Regions from separate parts of the Mus musculus genome. Here region 2 is linked to region 1. The links are chromatin contacts, called in public Hi-C maps. All regions are on one chromosome and are shown on one strand. The core of a region is the stretch at or near the end of the contact, and the rest is flanking DNA. Distances in the headings are between cores, read along the strand shown. Region 1 overlaps Gm31045 (a long non-coding RNA gene). Region 2 overlaps Fgfr1 (fibroblast growth factor receptor 1).

The links. A called contact is a pair of places that touch in the nucleus more often than the background predicts.
Region 2: a Hi-C map of uterus shows a contact between it and region 1, with 3 times the contacts expected there. The contact joins two enhancer-like sites. A contact is called at or near these places in 16 of 484 Hi-C or Micro-C datasets (the C2C12 cell line, the HL-1 cell line, the N1E-115 cell line and 10 more), 5 of 115 datasets of contacts at active chromatin or transcription factors (astrocytes, bone marrow-derived macrophages, embryonic stem cells and 1 more) and 3 of 9 other capture datasets (adipose tissue, liver and pancreatic islet).

What each region holds. Positions count from the first base shown.
Region 1 is chr8:25,462,382-25,467,329 of GRCm38.p6, reverse strand. Gm31045 (a long non-coding RNA gene) reads left to right here. Exons shown (of 4, transcript XR_378820.2): 3 at 2,173-2,420; 4 at 3,241-3,661. Among named protein-coding and RNA genes, the nearest start is that of Gm30978, 11 kb to the right of the region's middle. Within about 2 kb of position 1,654, at least 250 of the 459 cell types and tissues checked have an H3K27ac peak or open chromatin away from gene starts, as enhancers often do. A contact at or near this core is called in bone marrow-derived macrophages, neural progenitor cells and uterus, where this site is marked.
Region 2 is chr8:25,571,699-25,577,070 of GRCm38.p6, reverse strand. It overlaps Fgfr1 (fibroblast growth factor receptor 1), which reads right to left. Exons shown (of 18, transcript NM_010206.3): 14 at 4,611-4,733; 15 at 4,282-4,352; 16 at 3,811-3,948; 17 at 3,420-3,525; 18 at 1,353-3,326. The coding sequence ends at 3,150. Among named protein-coding and RNA genes, the nearest start is that of Gm16159, 18 kb to the right of the region's middle. Within about 2 kb of position 1,775, at least 52 of the 459 cell types and tissues checked have an H3K27ac peak or open chromatin away from gene starts, as enhancers often do. A contact at or near this core is called in bone marrow-derived macrophages, neural progenitor cells and uterus, where this site is marked.

The sequences.
Region 1 (4,948 bases), core at 405-2,904:
ATAGTCTGCCAGCTACACGTGACATCTTCCTGACCCCTCTCTATGGCATGTTTTTTTTTTTGGTTTTGTTTTGTTTTGTTTTTTGTTTTTAACCAGAGTTCTCTTGAATATGGGATTGACTGAGATATAAGAGGAGCCCAGCTCCAGACCAGTTCTGACAGCGATGTCCTTCCCTTTCTCTTTTCTCCTGATGCCCAGAGCATCTTAGTAGATTCCATCATCAATGACAAAATGTTATTGGAGTGTAGGGCCTTTGAAGTCTCTAGATAAATGAGATAATAAACCTCTGCTCCCCAGGGATACAGAGAAAGGTATGAGACTACTGAATGGTCTCAGCAGTGCTGTAGACATAGTACCTGCTTAGTTAATATGGAATAGGAACAATTAACCCATTGCCAGAAGCCCCTCTTTGAAGTTTGGGTCAACTCTGAGCCATATGGGAATCAGTGGATGTGACAATTAAAACTCATACCCAACCTCAGACCTGATCTTCAGAGTTAATAGGTTTGGGGCTGGTGAGATGGCTCAACAGGTAAGAGCACCTGATTGCTCTTCTGAAGGTCCTGAGTTCAAATTCCGGCAACCACATGGTGGCTCACAACCATCTGTAACGAGATCTGACTCCCTCTTCTGGTGTGTCTGAAGACAGCTACAGTGTACTTACATATAATAAAAACATAAATAAATCTTTTAAAAAAAGAGTTAATAGGTTCAAGCTCTTCACCCTCACTTAGCCATTTTTCTTGAACTGCTAAAGTCAACCCCCTATTTTATCCATTCCTTTTCGTGGAAACTGAGCCGTGAGGACAACGTGGCCACCAAGCTGATGGCTAAGGGAAGGAAAACATCAGCAATCCCGTGAAGGTGACACTTCTGTGGTGTCCCAGAAGCAAATTCTGAATCATGTAGGTCAGGGCTGCCAAAAGGCCTGGCTGGTGCAGGGAGAGACTTCTGATCTGGGTGGGGCAAGAAGGGGAGGGGGGAGGTGGGGCAGGGAGGAGGGAAAGGAGTCAAGGAGTCAAGTGAATCTAGGTCTAGGGCTGTCTGGTACAGTGCTTGCTGCCTTCTAGGTTATTTAACCATTCCAGCCATTAAGACAAGCCCCTTTTGCACGGGGCTGCTCTGAGTGCATTTTAGTTGAAAGATGCAACGTCATCTCATTCCTTCTGGGAAAGGAGAAAGGACCCACTGTATACTCAGACACCGATCGAGGATGCCGTGCCAGCCTCAGTTGCACCTCGCTGTCCTAGGCCGCAGCGGTGGTGTTTGGCTATGGTCCCCTCTGCAAAATGCAAGGGGGTCCGGGTTGACGGATTTCAGAAGTCCTCTCCTCCCGCTGCCTGAAGAATTCCGCGCTGCTGCTCCACAGGGGGTGGGGGAGGGGAAGTGTTCCGCAGGAAGAAGGGACAGATGGCTCCCGCTGGACTGTGTTCAGAAATGTGGTGTGTGATATACAGCGTGAATGAAGTGTGGTGCCCTTTAAACACAGCCTCCCCCCTGCGCTCCACTCTGCCTGGCTCCCTGATTCTCATTCACAGTACACCATCACTCTCCCACGGGCAAACCTCAGATACTTTTGCGCTGGAGCATACACATACACCAGCAGACTCTGACACACACTCGGTGACTCACCGCTGAGCCATCAGTACACACAGAGGGTGACTCAGCAGGGACCCTCATAGGCAGGCTCACACTCAACTGCAGTTGATGTGCACAGAGGGCCTCTGCAGCAGCGGTAGGCAATCCCACCTCCCACTGGGGTCCTTGGTTGAGAGTCTCTCGGAGGCCTGCAAATGATTTGCATTCTTGGCTCCTTGGAACTGCCTGTTCTTTGTCTTGTGTTTATGGCTCAACCGTTTCCCTACCTTGTTCCCCCCACTGGCTGGTTTGGGAGCTCAGCAAGCAATCCAACAGTCCCTGGCCAGCCAAAGAGGCTTTTGTTTCTAAGAAACTTCTTAGCTCTTCATGAGTTCTTTCCCCACAGGGTCTCATCCCTCCCTGGCCTGGATACCTCTGGCCCAGCTTCCCAGGGTCCATGATTGGCAAGTCTCCACTATTCATGCCCTTTGAGTGGTACCTTTCACAAGATGAGGGGGACCGAGGGTGGGCCACACATGTTGAGGGTGGATAACTGGATGGAAGATGGTCTCTGAGGGCCCCCTCTCTTCCTAGTAGTCCAGACAGATGCTTCTTGGACACTGTCTTGGTACTGAGCAAGACCAGCTCTCTCTTCCTGACGATCAGAGAAGCGACGGTATTATATGTCTCCGTATGATGGACAGCCTTATGGGCCTCAGCTCCCACATGGACCTACCGCAGAGTGAGCGATATAGGCTCAAAGAACAGCAGGCAGAAGATGGGACTCCAAGCAACCAGGTATCTTGGCTGGCACATGGCTTCTGTTGTGGTTCAATCTGAAGGTGAGAAAGTCCTGATGCTGCCTCGGACCTGCTTTTCGCCTCTCTCACGGGATGTCACAAATAAAAGATGGGAGCAGAGAAGATCGAGGGAGGGAATAGTCAGTTGTGGTCAGGTGCTTCAAGCTTTGTCTATTTCTCCAATCCCCACACCCCCAACTCCCCACCACCCCCAGTGTGCCTCTCTTCAGTACTGGAGCATATGACATACTAGCTAGGTGAGTGCTGTTGTATACCACTGAGTCCCATTCTTAGCTCATCTCAACCTAATAGCCCTGTAGCCCCACTAACATTACCCACTTGAGCCTGGTCCCTTTGGCTATCCAATGCCCACAGACCCCTCTCTGTCCTTTCAGAAGATGTGGTTACAGGAGCAGATAAAACCTGTATTGTGACCAGGCCTTGGGACACAAAGTGGTACCCAAGAAACAGTAGGGAAAGATGCCAAAGACATGTGCTGCCTTCGGTTGGGAAGTGGGAGGGGTTTGCTCTAGGTCCTCCCTGACTACAGCAACAGAGTCCTAGATGAGTCCCTTCTCCAGACTGCATAGCACTAGGCTGAGTGCTGTCCTGGGAGCAGGAGTGGGCTATCTACTCAGGAATCCTGGCTAGGTGATGCTCCATGGGACTCTCCTCTTCTCTGATACCTTCCCCATGATTTATGCCTAGAAACACAGGCATGCACATACTAGCTGCTTTGAGCTCAGGATTGAAATGCCTTTCAGCTCTAAAATTTTGAGCTTGGTAGGCTTTGGCCACTTTTTTTCCTTCCTTCTACTTGTTGGAGAACATTATCTTCAATGAACTTTGGTTCCCACTGCAGAGTTGGAATGGAGAAGGAGCCATCCACCCTCAGCGGGACCCTTTCTTTGGGGGACCTCCAGTCAAAGCTTCCCTGCAACTGTGTCGGCTGCTGACTTGGGTTCAAGGCTGAGTATTGCCTGGCAGGCTCGGCAAGCCTCACCCTGCTTCCATCAACACCCTGGGGCTCCCAGCCCCTCGAGTGGAGAAGCTTCGTGTCTGCAGGACGTTGGAAGACGAGGCTGATCCTGATGGATTGTGTTGAGCTCTCAGTGGATGTGTGAAGGAGTTTATCCACAAGTCCCTCTTGCTGTGAGCTCTTTTTACAGACACGCTACAGTAACGAGCAGAACTACTCTATTTAAATATGCATGGATGTGGAAGAAGGCCAATTCCTTGCTCAGACATACCAGCCCTGGCCAAGATCCAGAACTGCAAGATCGTTTTTTTTTTTTTTTTTTTTTTTTTTTTTCTGCTGTTGGTTTTTGCAGCGCTAGGGACGGAACCTAGGCAGGGTTGTCCCTAACCCTTGGGAGGTGTGAGCTGCACCTCTGCTCCAGATAAACTTGACATATGGAAGTTTAACACAATGTTTAATTCGGTTGTATGCTAATTTATTGTCTACTACAATGCTGCTTTAATTAATTGTCATAAAACCCTTATGAGGTGTGTGTGTGTGTGTGTGTGTGTGTGTGTGTGTGTGTGTTTCAAGACAAGAGTTTCTCCATGTAACCCTGGCTAGCCTGGAACTTGCTCTGTCAACCGGGCTGGCCTCAAACTCAGAGAACCACCTGCCTCTGCCTCTTAAGTGCTGGGATTAAAGGCGTGCGCTGCCATTGTCTGGCACTCTTAACCTGTGTTGCACCCGAGGATCCCGAAGAACAAGGCCAGATGGTACACCTGAGATGACACAGTACCTCACCCAGAGGCAAGTGTGCAACCCTAAAACACAGCCCCAGCATGCCATGGGTGGTTATGCTTGGCCTGTACTCAGTGTGGGCACTCTGGTAAGTGCTGGCAAAGACCTTTTTCCTCCAGTCGTCCCTATCCTCCCAGAGTAGCAGGAAGTGGTGACCTTATGCTATAGAGCCATGAACTGGGCCACAGCCCTAAATGACACCTTTGCCCCTGGCCTAGGTCTTCCACTGACAGGTGGTCTTTGTCCCCACCCCAGGTCAGTCTCTTACTGGTTTGCTTCAGGGACAGTGTCCACTGGAGTCAGAGACTAGGCCTCGCTCCCCCTCACTGCCTGACAAGCTCTCTAGGGGTCCCACAGAGCCATTGTTCTTCAACCTCGGCTCTTGGGCCTCTTTTGGCAAGGCCTTAGTGGCTTCTTATTTACCCATTAACAATTAAGCTCTAGGCATTTACCATATAAACACAGAAAACATCGGCATAATTACTGCAGAGATTTCAAAAGCTTTTGGCAAGGGAAGGCCTGAGTATTTACTTAACAAAAGAATTCCTTACTCCCCTCTTAAGAAATAATTCACAATAGGGTTTAAACAAAGCTAGCTTCTTCAGCTAAATTAAAAACATTCTTGTACTCATTCAAAAGACGATCTGATCTGTGTGTGTGTGTTTTCCAAACACTCCTCACACACAACTTTTCCTGGGAACATTCACTACTTCCTGAGTGCTCTAGCCTCAAGTCAGCCTGTACCCTTTCTTACTACTGGGACCTCCTTGAGTTCACTGGGGGAGGGGGTGGTGAAATTTACCATAAGAGA
Region 2 (5,372 bases), core at 526-3,025, 110 kb before region 1:
CACTGGCTTCTGCCCCCTGAGTTCAGGATTAAAGACCATCACCTTTTGTTTTCAAAATTTGGGTTACTAGGCCATAACCCCAGGCTGACACACATACTTTCCTTTAGAGAGCCAGTTTCAGCACACCACTGGAACCTCCGACAGCACGGCAATTGAATGCATTGCTTCTGTGCACCAGGACATGCACGTACCCAGCAGGCAGTAAAGATTCTGAATGCTGCTGTGTGTCAAACAAGAGGGAACCAGTTCCAGAGTCCTTCATAACTTCAGTGTGTTCTGGTTCGTTTAATTTCCTTTTAGACAAGAGTCTCACTGTGCATCTTCAGCAGGCCCTGAACTCACGATGTAGACCAAGTTGTCCCTGAACTCAAGATCTACCGGTCTCTGCCTTCTGAGTCTGGGATTACAGGCATTCACTACCAGGACCAGCCAACTTCAGGGTTCTTGCTGGTCTACTCCCTTCTTGGTTTCTACATGCCATGTTGCTTCAAAGCCCTCCATTCTCCCTCCCAGCTATTTCCTGCATATGTGGTGGAACCAAGCTCTACCAGCTGCTAACAGCTGCTAACAAGCTCATTGGGTACAGTTTTAAGCTCTAACATGCGCCTGTAGCGACATTAGACACAGCACACATTCTACACAGAATTGTAATAGTTGTTGCTGCTACTTAATAGTATGGCCCTGCACTTGTGCCATGTCCAATTCTGTACAAGACATATTGGTCATGTCCAGAGTCTGACAATGCTATATCCAGGCCAAAAGTTCCCGCTTGCAGGTAGGTCTGTTACTTCAGAGGACAGTGGCTCTGACAGTATAACCTAACACTGTCTGTGTGTAGGAGGATATTTTAGCTTGCTGGCTCCACCCAGTGGCAGTTGATAAACAGAGTTCATTACCATTAAGGCCGATTTCTTACTTCATCTATGTTCAATCTTACTTACCTGAAATCGATACATTACATTAACAGAGCCAGGGGACTGATGGCCTTTAGCCTATGGCAATTAGAAAAGATGGGGAAGCAGTATTGATTGATGCCTGGGCCATATTTTAACCCCCAGGAAACCAGACAGATGCTGTGCTCTGACAGTAACATCTTCATTCTGTAAGCTGGGTTCCCCCTCCCACGAGACCTAATCTGGTCCTCTAAGTGAAATAGCCATTTCATTTCCCTTCATGTCAATGTCACTACTTTCTATTTGATAGCCACCCCTGTCCCAGGGGCCGTCTGCGGGCAATCTGAATAGTAACAGAGGGGACTTCAGTTCCTTCCAGTTCCTAGCTCCTCTCCTTGAGTCACACTAAGCCCTTTCTGTGTTCTCCTTCCATCCACACAGCAGTGAGTCAAGTAGACCTGAGGCAGAAATAATGTTCAGTTTTAACAAGAGAAAGAAAAAAAAAAAAAACCACTATGATACACGGTCTCCAAGAAAATGAGTTTGTGCTAAATTCATTCCCTAGCCCTCTTTGCCAAATGATGTCTTCTTTCAGCATAAAAACCATTCATAATATTTTGACAGTTACATGTGTACAGAGAGAAACAACGATAAGAACTCTTATGACAATGACCCAAACCACAGCTGCCAAAACTGCATTTAAAGAAGCAGCCCTAACCCCTACAGATGAAATCATACTGAACAGGTTTGTATTCAGCAGACCCAGAAAAAAAAGACCAACCAACCAACCAAACAAACAAACAAAAAACAAAAACAAACCCTCTAAGGCTTGAGTGGTGTGGGTTTGAATAAGAGACCAAGGTACCAAAGCAACCAGCAGGTGGCAGAATTGAGTTGCCAAGTTGACCCCAACCAAAGAGATCGTTTTCTGTTTCCTGAGGGATGGGTGGAGTTTGTGAAGGAAAAACTATAGGAAGCCAAGCTCAGGGACAGACCCAACTGGGTAACAGAGACCAACAGGGAAGGGGAGGATATTTACAGGAGAGGAATATGAGGAGTAGGTTGGGGAAGATAGACAAGACATCTGAATGTACAGGGTCTAGGGTTTGGGTTTCTGTCCAGTTCTACCCTCTGGCTAACCTCATCCTCTCACTCTCTCCTCCGAGGAAACAATCAAGTGTGCGAGCTTGGCTCTCTGCCCTCAGGACCTCAGTCTTCTCCTGCTGTTCCCAATGCATCGGGAGATAGAAGGCTTGGCTGGGAGGTCTGGGGCACAATCCAGGAGACAGAGGTCATGGGGGGCAGGGGGAAGACCAGCTCATGGCCCTTTACCCCCTGTCTCCCTCCTCTGCGCTGGACACCTGCTCTCTTTTCACACGCCCAGGATAAAAATGAAGCAGCAGCAATTTTTTATTGAGGGAAACCTAAACTGAAAATAGGTTTAAAACATAATTTAAAAAAATAAAACAGCAAAAGTAGCAAAAAAATATATGACCTTTTAAAAAACATTTTCCTTTTTTTTTTCTTTCTGTTCGTTTGTTTTTAATATATAGCAACGGATGCTACCCTGGGCGTCTCCCCCATGGGTAAATCTCTAGTAACGACCCTTTTTAAAAAGACATGTAAATATATACTCAAGATTTATACACTTTGTGTTTTTCTTCATAGCTATGTACAGAGCCCCAAGTCTAGGGCTCAGCCCAAGGGCACATCACGGCTCCCAGTCTCTGCCTCCCTGTCTTCTGGTACCAGGCAGGTATTTGGTCAGCAAAGCAAATTAGTATTGGAATTAAGAAGCTACTGGTACCATCCATCTGGAGCAGAGGTTGCCTTCGGTTAAGGCCTAAACAGAAACCTCACGGCTTCCAGGAGCCCCAAGGCCCCTGCCGCCAGAACAGAAGGGGCTGATGGGTCAACAGGAATGCCCCGGATGCTCCACTTGCTTCCGCTCTGCACACCTCCAAGCAGTGCCAGGCAGCGGGGCGGGTCTTGGTCCAACACCTGGGAAGGAGGATGCGGCCGTCGGCAAGCACCTGCCTCTTGGCTCCTCTCTCACACAGCAGGCTAAGAAGAGGGAGAAGAGGGGTCTTGGGGGTGATGGAGGGGGAAGGCCACAACACAGGAAGGCCTCAGTCAGGCACTGGCTCTTGCCAGCGGCAAAGGAGGAGGAGAAAGGCAGTGTGTCCAACAAGGGGATTGTGGGTGAGGGGCACGGGTGACGACGGAATGGGAGAAAACTGGGGACAGGGTTGGTAGTCAGCGCCGTTTGAGTCCACTGTTGGCAAGCTGGGTGGGGTGTCGAGGCAGACAGGGCTCCTCAGGTAACGGCTCATGAGAGAAGACAGAGTCCTCCCCTGAGGAGCAGGTGGAGCTCCGTGTGTCGGGAAAGCTGGGTGAGTACTGGTCCAGCGGTATGGACAGGTCCAGATACTCCTGTGACAGAAAGGGATCGGTGGGTGGCACCCAAACCTTCCCAGGAGCCTATGTGACAGAGGCCCAAGTTCCAACCCCGGGGGACAGCCCTACCTGGTTGGAGGTCAAGGCCACAATGCGGTCCAGGTCTTCCACCAACTGCTTGAACGTAGGTCTCTGAGAGGGCACTGCATGCCAGCAGTCCCGCATCATCATGTACCTGAAGCAGGATGGTGAGGTTAGAGAGAGAGGAAGGACCAGGGCAGAGCTGGACCAGAGGGCTTGGGGAGGGATGGACAGGGAGGCCACTTCTCCCAAAGAGACCTTTCAACCCCTGCCCACCATGCTCCTGCTTCCTTCAGAGCCAGGCTTGAGACCTCAGGAACCTCGAATAAGCCACCATCACCTGAGGAAGCTGTCCCAACATCCAACCCAGCTTGCCAGTGGTGGATCCAAACAGTGCCGACTACTAACCCCCCATCCTTCCCCTCTAGCCTATGCTTACAGCTCATTGGTACAGTTACTGGGCTTGTCCATTCGATGACCCTCCTTCAGCAGCTTGAAAAGTTCCTCCACAGGCACACCGGGGTATGGGGAGCCACCCAGAGTGAAGATCTCCCACAAGAGCACTCCAAAAGACCACCTACAGGGGAACACGGTTCCACGGTGGCTTAGCACAGAGTCAGGCTGCCCTAGGAGTTCCTTCCCAAGTCCTCAAGAAGTTAAGAGTAGTAGGTGTGCATCTTGAACCTTTCTCACCTCTTCAGGGACCTTAAGTTCAGGGGGGCAGAGCACAGGAGACAAGAGGGCAGCAAGAGACTATACTATGCAAGGAAGCCGGAAGCACACTGTTCATGGGACAAGACAATGCTACCCCTGCCCCAGTGATGGAATAAGATTCCCACCAGTTTAGCATGCAGGGCCCTTAGAATTCTTTCTCCTGCATATCCCAGGCAACTGTGTATTTCAAACTCACACATCGCTCTGGTGTGTGTAGATCCGGTCAAACAACGCCTCAGGGGCCATCCACTTCACAGGCAGCCGGCCCTGCAAGCAGCAGCAGATGTGTATAGGCGGGATGACACAGAGGACTCACGGGGTGAACGGAAGATGACGGCGCAGGCAGTGAGTTGACAAGGAGGTGGGAGCCAGGGCATGGGACACGAGTCCACAGCCCATCCTACAAGCCCTTTTATGTTAGACCACTCAACCCCACACGAATACAGCAAAGACATCGAAGCAGGATCGAAGTGGGCACGAGTCTAGTGGTGTGGAGCCCCACGCCGCGCCAAGCAAGAAACTTACGTTGGTGGTTTTCTTGTAGTAGTCGATATGATGAATGTCTCGAGCTAAGCCAAAGTCTGCGATCTTCATTACGTTATCCTCGGTCACCAGGACGTTCCTAGCAGCCAGGTCTCGGTGTATACACTGCAGAGAGGTGGAGACCAGAGGAGATGACAGCCCTGAACTGTCACTTACCCATCCAGTCCCCTCTACTCCAGTACTTACTGCCACAGCGGGCAGCGGGACCGTGTTACCTTGAGGGTCTTCTGCCTTCACACCTCTATACCCTCTAGATTTTCCCAGATCCTCTCGACGACCCCTCCCAAATATTCTTTAATTCCAGACACCTCCAACTGTAGCCTTCTCAGTCACTGTAACAAGCCTGCCTTTATGCCTTTTTTTCTTGATCCTAACCTCTAGCTTTTAGATTCGTACCTCCAAAGCAGACCACCTGGGCCCATGATAGGTCTGTGAGGTGTGTGGGTTGAGCGTCGCCCTCCCTGGCCGGGCACGCCTGCTCAAGCACTGAAGCCGTGCTCAGAATTTTCACAGACATAGTTAATTTTATCGTCACAATAATTCTACTATGTAGAAATAAGTACTCTTATTTTGTATCTGAAGAAATATGGGGGCTGGAGAGAAGAGAGTGGTCTGGAGGCTCTTCCAGAGGTCCTGAGTTCAATTCCCGGCACCCATGTGGTGGCTCACAACCATCTATAACAGGATCTGAGGCCTCTCGTCATGTAGATGTACATGAAAGTAGAGCACTTATATACATAAAAT